2 separate regions of the Oryctolagus cuniculus genome follow, and region 1 is linked to region 2. Evidence: chromatin contacts called from public Micro-C data. All regions are on one chromosome and are shown on one strand. Each heading gives the region's core, a stretch centred on a gene start, on an enhancer-like site or on the middle of the called end of the contact. The rest is flanking DNA. Distances are from core to core; before and after follow the strand shown.

Region 1 (5,507 bases), core at 1,705-4,204, 35 kb before region 2:
GCTCACATGGACCTGGAGCGCCCGCCACAGCCCCTCTTTGGGACCCCCACCCCCCTGCTGAAGAAGGAGCCCCCTGGCTACGAGGAAGCTGTGAACCAGCAGCCCAAACAGCAGGTGAAGGTACTGGGCCCGGCCCCCCGGCAGAGCACGGGGTGGGGGAGGCTGGCCTGTGTCCTCCACCGGGCAGGAACGCCCGGGCCTCCAGCGGGCTGAGCGCAGGGAGGGCTCCGCAGTCTCTGTGGAAGGAGGGGCCGGGGCTTCTGTCCACGTTCATCCTGTCTCTGTCCATCCCCAGGAGAACGGCTCCTCCAGCCAGCATATGGACGACCTGTTTGACATTCTTATTCAGAGCGGAGGTAAGGGCCAGGCCCGCGGCCCCTCTGTGCGTAGCTTGTCTGCAGCCTGAGGTGGGGGCGGCGGTTCAACTCTTGAACGCTTGGTGGGTGGCAGGCCTTCCCCGTTTGGACGGAGCACCTGGTGCGCGGTGCCTCTGGCTCCTGAGGCCTGGGACAGATCCACGGGCAGACATGTTTGCCAGGTGGGGACGTGAACCCCAGGTACAGGAAGCAAAGCTGTCACCTGAAGTGTCAGCGTAGCCAATGTTGGGGCCACAGTGTCAGGAGCTCGGGGCGCAGGGCCAGTGGGAGGAGGACGTCCGAGGTCCTGGGCGGAGCATGGGAGCCAGGGTGTGGCTGGGGCATTTGGGCTGCTCCAGTGTGGGCTCCTGGTCTGCAGTGGAGACGGAGCTGTGTGCTGGGAGGCGACCATGGGGACCGTGGGGAGGCAGGCGCCTGGGCTGGAGGCAGCGGTGCTGTGCTAAGGGGCTGAGCCTGCCCGGTTTGGAGAGAGCCTGGGTGTGGTGAGGGAGAGCAGGTGGGCTGACTGCAGGGCTGGGACGGAGACGCGCGTGGGCAGTCAGGTGCGTGCGGGCTCCCGGAGCCCTGGGTGTCCAGACGTGAAGGCCAGGTCATCAGGAGTGAGTTGCGAGCACAGAGTTGGGGCTGGAGGACTGGAAAGGGGTGGGGAGTGCTCTGGGGCAGGTGCAGGGTGGAGACGCAGGGGTGTGGGCCGACGGGACCCCTTTAGCGGTTTAGGGACCTCCACGCGCTCTGAGGGCCCAGTGCTGGGCGGGCCTTGTGGGGCTGTCCTTGGTGGTCATAGGCAGGAAGCCCGAGCAGGTAAAGCAGTTCAGCTGTGGAACCACCCTTTGCAAGGGTGACTGTGTGTGTGTGTGTGTGTGTGTTCCTAAGATTTATTATGGGAGAGAGGAGTCTTTCATCCGCTGGTTCACTCCCCAGACAGCCTCAACAGCCAGGAGCCAGCAGCTTCTTCCCATGTGGGTGTAGGGGCCCAAGCACTTGGGCCATCTTCTACTACTTTCTCAGGCCATAGCAGGGAGCTGGATCCAAAGTGGAGCAGCTGGGACTCGAACTGATGCAGGTGGCGGCTTTACTCACTTCGCCACAGTGCCAGCTGTATGACTGTGTTTTTAAGATTCATTTACAGCTGGCACCGCAGCTCACTAGGCTAATCCTCTGCCTAGCGGCGCTGGCACACCGGGTTCTAGTCCCAGTCGGGGCGCCGGATTCTGTCCCGGTTGCCCCTCTTCCAGGCCAGCTCTCTGCTGTGGCCAGGGAGTGCAGTGGAGGATGGCCCAAGTGCTTGGGCCCTGCACCCCATGGGAGACCAGCAGAAGCACCTGGCTCCTGCCTTCGGATCAGCACAGTGCGCCAGCCGCAGCGCAAAGATTCATTTACATGGGAGGCCTGAAGAGGCTCCCAGCTTTGGCCTGGCCCAGCCCAGACGTTACGGCCATTTGGGGAGTGAACCAGCGGATGAAAGATCTTTTTGCATCTCTGTTTCTCTGTAGCTTTCAAAGGAACAGATAAATATTTGGAGAAAAAAAGAGATGAATTTGAGAGTAGGAGGGAAGGGGTGAGATCTTCCATCCACTGGCGCACGCCCCGAATGGCCGTAAGGTCTGGGCTGGGCCAGGCTGAAGCGAGCTCCGTCTGGGTCCCTGGCGAAGGTGGCAGGCCATCATCCCTGCTCCCCAGCTGCTTAGCGGGGAGCTGGCCGAGGGGTGGAGCAGCCGGAGTCGGGCCAGTGCTCCAGGGTGGGCTCTGGGCGCCCCGAGCAGCAGCTTCACCCGACGGCAGCCCTCCTGAGTGGCTTTTGAGCTGCCCAGAGCCTTTCCGGGGTGTGACCCACACGCCTCAGGCGCTGAGCACCCCTGCCCTGTGGGAGAGGCAGGGTCTGCTTGTCCTGCCAGCCACTAGGAGGCGGCCCTGCAGGAGCAGAGGGGAGCGGGCCGGCCAGGCAGGGAGCTAAGCTCGGCTCTGCGTCTTTTTTTTTAATTGTAAAGTCTGGATGACAAAATTGGCCATTCGAACCATTTTTAAATGTACTTAATTTCGTGGCATTAAGCCCACAGTGCTGTGCTGTCCGTTTCTAAGACGTTTCCCTTCTCCCGAACTAAGACACGCAGCTTTCTGACCAGGAGCCCCTCCCCTCCTCCCACAGCCCTCGGCGGCTGCCATTCTTCCCTCTGTGCCGTGGACGGCTGTGGACGTCTTCGGTGGCTGGCTTACTCGGCGGTCCATGTCTGTCCGCCAGGGGACGCCCGTGTACCCTGCAAGGGAACTGCTGAGCAAGCTGCGCCCTGCACTGCCTTCCACGATGGCGGTCCCCACCTCACAGCAGCGCGGGGGTGGCTTCCCCCTCTCGCCATCCTGACTCACTGGGTCTGGCCTGCGCTCAGGGGTGTGGGCAGTGTCTGTCCTTGGCTGTTTCATCGTGTGCAGCGCGGGAGCGAGGGAAGGGTCTGCTTTCTCTGGGTCTCTGACACCCTCTCCCTGTCTCGACCGGCAGAGATCTCAGCAGATTTCAAGGAACCGCCAGCCCTGGCGGGGAAGGAGAAGCCGCCCGCGACAGCAGCCTGCGGGTCCCCACCAGCCACCCAGCCCTCGCCCTCTGCTGAGCTCCCCCAGGCTGCCCCGCCCGCCCCGGGCTCCCCTGCCCTGCCCGGGCGCCTGGAGGACTTCCTGGAGAGCAGCACCGGGCTGCCCCTGCTGCCGGGCGGGCCGGAAGGGCCAGAGCCCTTGTCCCTCATCGACGACCTGCACAGCCAGATGCTGAGCAGCTCTGCCATCCTGGACCACCCCCCGTCGCCCATGGACACCTCGGAATTGCACTTTGCCCCTGAGCCCAGCAGCAGCGCGGGCCTGGACCTGGCCGACGGCCACCTGGACAGCATGGACTGGCTGGAGCTGTCAGGGGGTCCTGTGCTCAGCCTGGCCCCCCTCAGCACGGCAGCCCCCAGCCTCTTTTCCACAGACTTCCTCGATGGCCACGACTTGCAGTTACACTGGGATTCCTGCTTGTAGCTCTGACTCCAGACACGGGTTGGAGACGGGCTGGAAGCCGGGCGGCCACAGAACTATGAGCAGCGTGGCGCTCTCCCCGTGGCCGAGTCTCGACAATCAGTCCCCTCCCCCTTCCCCGGGAGCTGAGGCTCACCAGGGCAGGGGAGGGCGAAGCCGCCCACAGTGGGTCCCACAGTCGGGCGTTAGAGGCCCGGACGGGGCCAGGGCTATTTGACCTTTTTTGAGGTCAGAGGTGCACGGTCTCTGGCTGAAGCTTGGCTAAGGCAGGGGAGGCCCAGCCAGGAGGCGGGTCCATGAGTGAACCTGTTCTCTTGCCCCTCCCCAGGCCTGCTTTTTTGGTGTCTTGGTGTGGTGTAACCAGAGGCTGACGGCGAAGGCTTCCTGTACAGGTGTATATACCTCTACTATATACCGACATACATATCTACACACACGGGGCGGCCAGAGGTGCAGCTCCCCTCCCCCTCTCACAGAAGGGCCTGGATGCAGGGCTCCCCCAGGGTGTGCCATGTCGGGGTGCTGGTGCCCAGGCCCACCCATCACGTGTGTTGGCCATGCCTCTGCCACCCCCTGCTGCCTGGCTCCCCGTCAGTGCCATGAGAGCAGAGGCGCTCCCAGGCTCCGGCCAGCAGCTCCCCACCCGCCCACATTCCGTCCCCGTTGCCTCACTGCAGCCAACAGCAGCCCTGGGGGAGGAGGGACCTTGGGCTCGACTCCCCGTTGGGTGCCAAGTGGTGGCCCCTCCTGGAGCCCTGGGGCCACTGACCTCACATTCGGGCCTGATCCGTAGGGGGTGGGGGTGGCATCACCAAAACCTGTGCTGGGATGGGTGGGGGGAGCCGTGTGAACTTTAAAATAAAAGCAAAAACACCCGCTTGTCTGCGTCTTCCTCAGCTCAGCGCCAGGTCCTGGCGTCCCACAGGAGCGTCCAGCAGGTGGCAGGGTCCTGACGCAGTTCCTAGGAGCGCAGGGCGCCGGCTGGACACCAGCTGGGAGGCACATTCTCACACACGATTTATTTACAAACCGCAGCCGCCACCCCGCCCCGCCCCTTCCTGAGCACAGGGACCACAGCTCCCCTCGAGGTTTCTGGTTAGTACCGGCGGTCGCTGGGGCTTGCAGGCAAGCACTGAGCCAGGCACCCACCCACCTCTCGTCTGCCCCCAGCAACCCTGGGAAGGCCAGGGCTTGGGAGCTTCTCCCGTCCTGGGCCACTTCAGACCCTGTCCCACTGCAGGCCTGCCACTGGCCAGGGTGGTGACGCACTTCCTGTTTGAGGGAGGGGCTGCTCGGGTCGTGCGCGGGTTGAGGCGGCCTGGGCACCGCAGCGTAGCCGGAGCAGCGCGTCACCCGTCTATGTCCCAGCTGAAAAGGTGGTGCTTCACCAGCATGTCCTGGACGCCCTCTTTCAGGGGCTGCTTCTCCTCCTGGGCACAGGACAGCCCTGTCACCGCGGCAGGAGCCGGGCGTGGGCGCCAGCAACCCAGGGTCCTCCGGGGCCCACCTCACCCACCTCTCTCTTGGCAGGGAGCTCCCAGTCCTGAGAGAGGCTGAAGGCAAAGCAGCAGAGCACACTGGGCAGAGGGGGGGAGGCGCTCGTCACCCTCAGTCAGCGCTGACTGCCCCCTGCCCCCGCCCCCGCCCGCAGCCAGGCCCTCACCGGAGCTCACACTTGATCTGAACCCAGCCAGGGCTGCGCAGGAAGGACCAGGGCTGGTACCACTTCTCCACCGTGGGCAGGCTGGAGCACAGCACCTCCAACCACAGGTGCAGCACCTGCTCGCTGGGGGCAGGCAGGGCCCTGAGGACCTGAGGGTCCCTGAGGAGCCTGGGCTGGGCAGGACCACTGCTCTCTGGGACTCCTCCAGCCCCGAACCCACCCCGTCTACACTCACTTCAGCCCCACACAGATCAGCGAGCGGAGCTTGACGTCCATTTGCACGTGTGCTGCATCGTGAGTCACGTTCACGGACTGCACGGCCTACAGGGGCACAGCTGTCACTCAGGTGACACGGGCCAGCCCGGGCAGGTTTAGGGGCTGGCAGAGCAGGCCCTGCTCACCCGGTACAGCAGCTCCTCCGGGGTCAGGACTTTGCCATCTTCATCCAACCTGAGGGGACC
Region 2 (6,097 bases), core at 3,571-6,070:
AAAAGGAAGAATCCTGTCATCCGCTCTGACACGGAGGACCTGGAGGTCATTATGTTAGGGGAAAACAGTTAGGCACAGAGAGAAAAGTACTGCACGAGCTCACCCTCATGTGGAATCTAAGAAAGTGGACCACAGAGGCTGGGAGTAAAACAGCGGTTACTAGGGGTGTGGAGAGAGGAGGGGAGAGAGGGATGCGGGAGGATGATCCACAGGTCTAGTCAGAGCTGAGGAGAAACAGGTCCTGGAATCCAGCTGCAAGTGCCTGACTACAGATCACGGTGACCGCAGAGCGAGATTTCCGCCAGTGAAGAGATTGTCCTCCTGGAACACGGTGTGACTGACTGCAGGGACTGATTAAGGATGGTGTTACGACCCACTAACAAGAACACTGAGCCCCGTGGGATGCTGGCTTCACGAGGACGCACAGCCACTTTCCCAGAGATGCTTATCTGTCTTGCTAAACACGTTTTAGAGAAACCTTAGAGTTACAGGGATACGTGCGTGTGCTGTACAAGAGGCTGCTGACATCCTCTCAATAAAGGAACCACGCTGGGCTGGCCAGACGGCACTTTCCGGAAGTCGAGCTCCCGCGTCCTGTCTCTCCTTTTGCTTGCACACCCCAACAGATGACATACTGTGTCTTTCAAAAAAGCTACAAGAAATTATTTTGAATGTTTTCACCACAAAGAAATGTTTGACAGGCTGTTTACTCTGATTTGATTATACAAGGTATACACGTATGGAAACATCGCATGGTGCTCCATAAATATGTACAATTCTGTCAATAAAAAGAAGGGCTGGCGGTGTGGCCGCGTGGGTTATGCTGCTGCTGTGACCCTGGCATCCCATTCAGAGTGTGGGCTCAGGTCCCCTGCTTTTGACCAGCTCCCCGCTGATGCACCTGGGAAGGCGGTGGAAGGCAGCCCAAGTGCTTGGGCCCCTGCACCCGTGTGGGAGTGCTGGATGGAGTTCCAGGCTCTGGTTTTGGCCTGGTCCCGCTCTTGTCAACTGGGAAGAGAAACAGCAGATGGAAAACCTCCCTCCCTCTCATAGCACCTTCAAATAAATTAATATTAAAAAAGGATTTTAAAACATACATACTATGTTAAATACTTTATGTGAAAAGTAAATCATACTCAATAAAAATAAAAAATATGAACTTTCTTAAGTTATCAAGGTTTAAAGTGGTAGAGTCAGAACTTGACCTTCACTGTTGTTACTCCTAACTGCTAAACTGTCTCCAAAAGGTAATAATTAAAAAAAAAAAAAGGTGGTATTTGGACTTTAACCCTATCCTCAAGTCACACAAATTAAGAATATTTACAAAGGAAATTCAAACAAGAGAAGAGGGAAATGACTTTCGCTTCCTGTCTTTAGAATGCTGGCTATCCGGCCAGCGCCATGGCTCACTTGGCTGATCTCCGCCTGCGGCGTCAGCACCCCGGGTTCTAGTCCCGGTCAGGGCGCTGGATTCTGTCCCGGTTGCTCCTCTTCCAGTCCAGCTCTCTGCTGTGGCCCGGGAAGGCAGTGGAGGATGGCCCAAGTGCTTGGGCCCTGCACCCCATGGGAGACCAGGAGAAGCACCTGGCTCCTGGCTTTGGATCGGTGCAGTGCGCCAGCCATGGCAGCCATTTGGGGGGTGAACCAATGGAAGGAAGACCTTTCTCTCTGTCTCTCTCTCTCTGTCTAACTCTGCCTGTCACCAAAAGAAAAAAAAAAAGAATGTTGGCTATCCAGCTACTTAGAAAAAGCTAAGAATAAGGGACGGAGCTGTGGTGTGGCAGGTTAAGCTACCGCCTGCAGCGCCGGCATCCCATATGGACACCAGTTCGAGTCCTGGCTGCTCCGCTTCTGATCCAGTTCCCTGCTAACAGGTAGGAGATCCTTGTTCCTAGCTTTGGCCTGGCCCAGCTCTCGCCACTGTGGCTATTTGGAGAGTGAACCAGCAGGTGAAAGATCTCTCTGCCTTTCAACTAACTAAATAAATCTTCAGTCACGGCACTTTGGTCGGAAAAGAATATCAAAACCAAACCCTCTTGGCTCTAACTGAAAATCACGCCATTTTTAAGAATAAGTCATTTCATAACTGAATTGGTCTTCTCAATCTCATTTCTGATGTTACTCTTATTGAAACATTGAATGATCTGATTCCAAAAAAGTTAACCTCCCAAAACAGTTCACATAATTAGCACAAAGAAAAACACAAATACAAAATATACACAATACTTAGGAAAACATCTACAAAAGCAAGAACAGGCAGTTAACTGGAAGAGAGGCATAATGTTAAGACACAATTAATAGTTAACTATGCCTAGTAGAAAGACATGAATGTCCTCATTCATGGTGTCTATAAAATAATGAGCCTAAATTTTTTATGGACTATTATTTTGTAAAGTTTATTTCATTTATCTGAAGCAGAATTACAGAGGATGAGAGAGAGAGATCTTCCTGGTCCACCCCTTAAATGGCCACAACTGCCAGGGCTGAGCCAGGCGGGAGCCAGGAGCCTCTCTGGGTCTCCCACGGGGGTGGCAGGGGCTGCTGCTTTGCCTGACACGCCAGCAGGGAGCTGGACGGGAGGCAGCGCAGAGGGGACTCCAGAGCAGTGCAGGTGGTGGCTCAACCTGCTGTAAGCACACACACAGCCACGTAAGCCTAACACCGCTGTCTAGCACAACGGAAGGCTTCTTTCTGTCCCAGCCAGTGTCACCTTCTCAAGGAAAGGCTCCTCCCTCAGCCTGCCCCGTCCTGTCATCAGCTAACGTAGCGTCATGCACTCACTTCCTTCTCCTCCTGAGCCCCTGAAAGCCTCTGAGCCAACAATCACATCTCAGCCACCTTTTTTAAGCTCAGAAGTTGGTACACAAACAAAAATACAGTAGGTATTTAATAAGTGGCTGAGTGGAGTTCATGAAAGCAATTTCAACAGCGCTGAGGGTAGATCCCAGACTGCAATGAACTAAGGTAAATGGAAGACAAAGGCATAATCTGTTTTTTAAGGAAAACCTAGAGAGGAGGAGGAGAAGTGGCAGTCATCTGAAGGGGAAGTGTACCAGCCAGTGTTCCGTTTACACACGTGTAAACTGCGGACGACGATGCCCAGCTCCCTGACGACCACAGTGCCCGGTAGGTGGAATGAACCCAGGGCCGGTGTCACTGCTCACTACTGGAAGAACCTGGACAGGTGTCCTGACTCCTCCCACACACCTGTGCCCCAGGGCAGCTCCGTCGGAGTGTGCGTGCAGTGTGTGATGCACACACGCAGGATCCTGGTTTCTTCCCCGCGTGCCACCCTTCGCGGCAGTCCCTCTGCCTCGCGCCAGGCTGCACACGCTCAGGATGGCCGCGAGCGAAACGCCCCAGGTCAGCACCTGAGTAACAGACCATCTAGAGAAGGAGCCCTGACACTGGTGTGAAATCATCAAGGCTCCGGGCTCCTGCCAGAACCTCCCAGAGAACTACAGGGAAAAACTGAAAACACAGACAGATGTTTTAAAAGCTTCCAAGTGGCGACGCATTCTGGCCCCAGGAAGGTGGCCATGTGAGAAATCAATCCCCTGAGTTCTTTCCCCACATTTCACCCTGATCTTGGGGTCTTTCCCCTCCCTCCATGTGAGAAGTCAATCCCCTGAGTTCTTACCCCACATTTCACCCTGATCTTGGGGTCTTTCCCCTCCCTACCACCCTGGCAAGTTCCCGAGACCACAGCTGGCGCGTGCTTCATGCTGGAAGGAGTTTCCGTTGCTACCCTTTCTAGCTAGCGTCTGGTCACGGTCAGGCTCAGCGACCATCCATTTCTACAGGGCAGAGCCTCCCTCTCCTCTCCGTCACACACCCCTACGACTGCAAAGGGCAGGCCCGGACCAAGCCCAGGGAGCTGATGAAAAAGCGCCACGCGCGGCAGCCACGCACCCACCTTCGCGTGGGGCCGACGCGATCAACCGCGGAGAGCGGAAATGAGCGTGGACAGACGTGACTACACGCTGCAGCCACGGACGACGCGGAAAAGCCGCGGGAAGAGTTCGTGCCCGCAAACTCAATCCCGCCCTCCCACAGCTCCCGGCCAGCAAGCCCCAGATTCGGTTTCCGTGAGTCACAGTTTGACCAGGAACTTGTAACAAGAAAGAACAAGAACGGAGGATAAAAAATATTCCAGAACATCTCCAAATATCGCCAAAAAATAAAATAAAATAAAATAAAATAAAATAAAATAAAATAAAATAAAAGCATCGACCAGCCTGCGACCCCACGCGTTCGCGGCGGCCGGAGGCCCCGCCAGTCCCCGTCGCTGAGGCTGGAAACACCCCCCACCCACCCCCAGGCTAAAGGCCGCGCGGACCCGCAGACGGACCCCAGCCCGACCCGCCCGGGTGCTCCGGACGGCGGACGCCTCGGTTTCCCCGACGGGGAGGGAGACACCCATTCGTCCGCCCCGAGCTGAGTCCGGGGAACGCTCTGCGGCCCTCCGTGTGCCCGAGGCAGCCACGCTTAGGGGAAAAAGGAAAAAAGGTCCCCGCAGCCGGGGGCAGCCCCAGAAACACGGCCGCCAGCTGCCGGGGCGCGTGGGCTGCGGCCCCGCCTCGGCCGCTCCGGGCCGGACCCCGCAGGCCCGCCCGCCCAGGCTGCCGCGCGCCGCACCGGGCGGGGACGTGCGGCGCCGGTCCCCGCCTCGGCCGCCCCGCACTCACCTGCCCCGCTGCCACCTCAGCGCCCACCCCGCCGTGTCCTCGCGGCTCCTCGGCTCGCTCCGTCAGCGCGCAGGGGCGCCTCTGCGCACGCGCGCGCGGGCGGCGCGGGGCATGCTGGGGGCTGTAGGCGCCCTGGCGCGGGCGGCCGGCGGCCGGCGGTCAGCGGTCAGCGGCAGCGCCGCAGCCGCCGGGCTTACAGCAGGAGGAGGCGGACCGGGAGTCGGGGAGAGGCCCGCCGCGGTCCCTGGGTGCTGAGTCCCTAGACATTCAGGGTCCTCACTTGCGGGAGCCGGCGTGAAGACGCAAGGTGAAGTCCGGCCAGGCACTGCCCTCCCCGGGGCGTGTATGGCGCGGTGACCTCGCTGCCCTCGGGCAGCCCACCGGGTCTCTCACAACGCCCATTTGCTGGGTGAATCTTATCCGTCGCACTTTTAAAAAGGCAGAGTTGCGGGAGGACAGAGGTCTTGCCTCCGCTGGTCCACTCCCCAGATGGCTGCAGCGCCCGGGGCTGGGCCAGGTGGAAGCCAGCAGCTTCATCTGGGTCTCCCACGGGGCTGGCAGGCGCCCAGAGCCCTGGGCCGTCCTCCACTGCTCTCCCAGGCACGTTAGCAGGGAGCTGGGTTGGAAGTAGGGCAGCTGGGACTGCAACCAGCGCCCGCCCCCGTTCCTTGCACTTCATAGAGGACCTGGCTAAACCGAGAGCTAAACCGAGTGCCAGAGCGGAGACTCGAACCCATTTCTCAAGTCAAGTTCGTCTTTCTTCCCAGCCACAGCACTGCCTCCAGTCCCTTCTGTAGAAAGAAAAGACACCAGGGCGAGACCTCGTCTGTTTAGCGTGCAGCAGTCCTGTCCTCCGTCTCACAACCTGCAGGGGTTGTTGCCTTCCATTTATCTTCACGGGGAAACACCATCCCCGAGGTGCACAGGCCCCTTCTGCAGGTGGCATTTCTTGTTTGCCTACCCATGTCGCAGGAAACCGAGGGTGCCGGTGCTGTCGCGGAGCACGGCTTCCAGCGTCTTGCGTGGCACTCCAGATCTGTCAGAGATCAACACCGCACAGGTCTGAAGGTCACCGGCAAGAAAGCCTGTTTCCCTTTGGAAGAACGGCGGGTGCGGGTGCTGTGGCACACGGGTTATCACACCACCACTCGGGACACCTGCAACCCGTCACCAAGGTGCCTGGGAACCAGTCCCCACCCCCCACTTCTCATCTAGCTGCCGGCTAAGGAGTCCGGGGAGAAACAAAGGATGGCCCAAGTGCTTGAGTCCTGCCAGTCATGTGGGACACCTGGACGGAGTTTCTGCCTCCTGGTGTTGTCCTGGCCCAGCCCCAGGCACTTGGGGCGTGAACCAGCACGTGAAGATCCCTCCTCCATGTCACCCTGCCTTTCAAATAAATAAACTTTTTT

The links. Hi-C and Micro-C count contacts between places; a contact is called where the count stands out from the background.
Region 1: a Micro-C map of ear pinna shows a contact between it and region 2, with 2.4 times the contacts expected there. The contact joins the enhancer-like site here to the promoter of SGSM3 in region 2. A contact is called at or near these places in 3 of 6 Hi-C or Micro-C datasets (ear pinna, skin fibroblasts and an unstated tissue).

Annotation. Positions count from the first base shown.
Region 1 is chr11:116,540,843-116,546,349 of mOryCun1.1, reverse strand. It overlaps MRTFA (myocardin related transcription factor A), which reads left to right. Exons shown (of 14, transcript XM_051834083.2): 12 at 1-120; 13 at 296-356; 14 at 2,872-4,259. The coding sequence ends at 3,386. It overlaps SGSM3 (small G protein signaling modulator 3), which reads right to left. Exons shown (of 22, transcript XM_070052968.1): 18 at 5,448-5,496; 19 at 5,282-5,367; 20 at 5,047-5,162; 21 at 4,900-4,960; 22 at 4,388-4,813. The coding sequence ends at 4,795. Among named protein-coding and RNA genes, the nearest start is that of SGSM3, 35 kb to the right of the region's middle. Within about 2 kb of position 2,954, at least 1 of the 8 cell types and tissues checked has an H3K27ac peak or open chromatin away from gene starts, as enhancers often do. A contact at or near this core is called in ear pinna, where this site is marked.
Region 2 is chr11:116,507,277-116,513,373 of mOryCun1.1, reverse strand. SGSM3 (small G protein signaling modulator 3) reads right to left here and starts at 4,820. Exons shown (of 22, transcript XM_070052968.1): 1 at 4,689-4,820.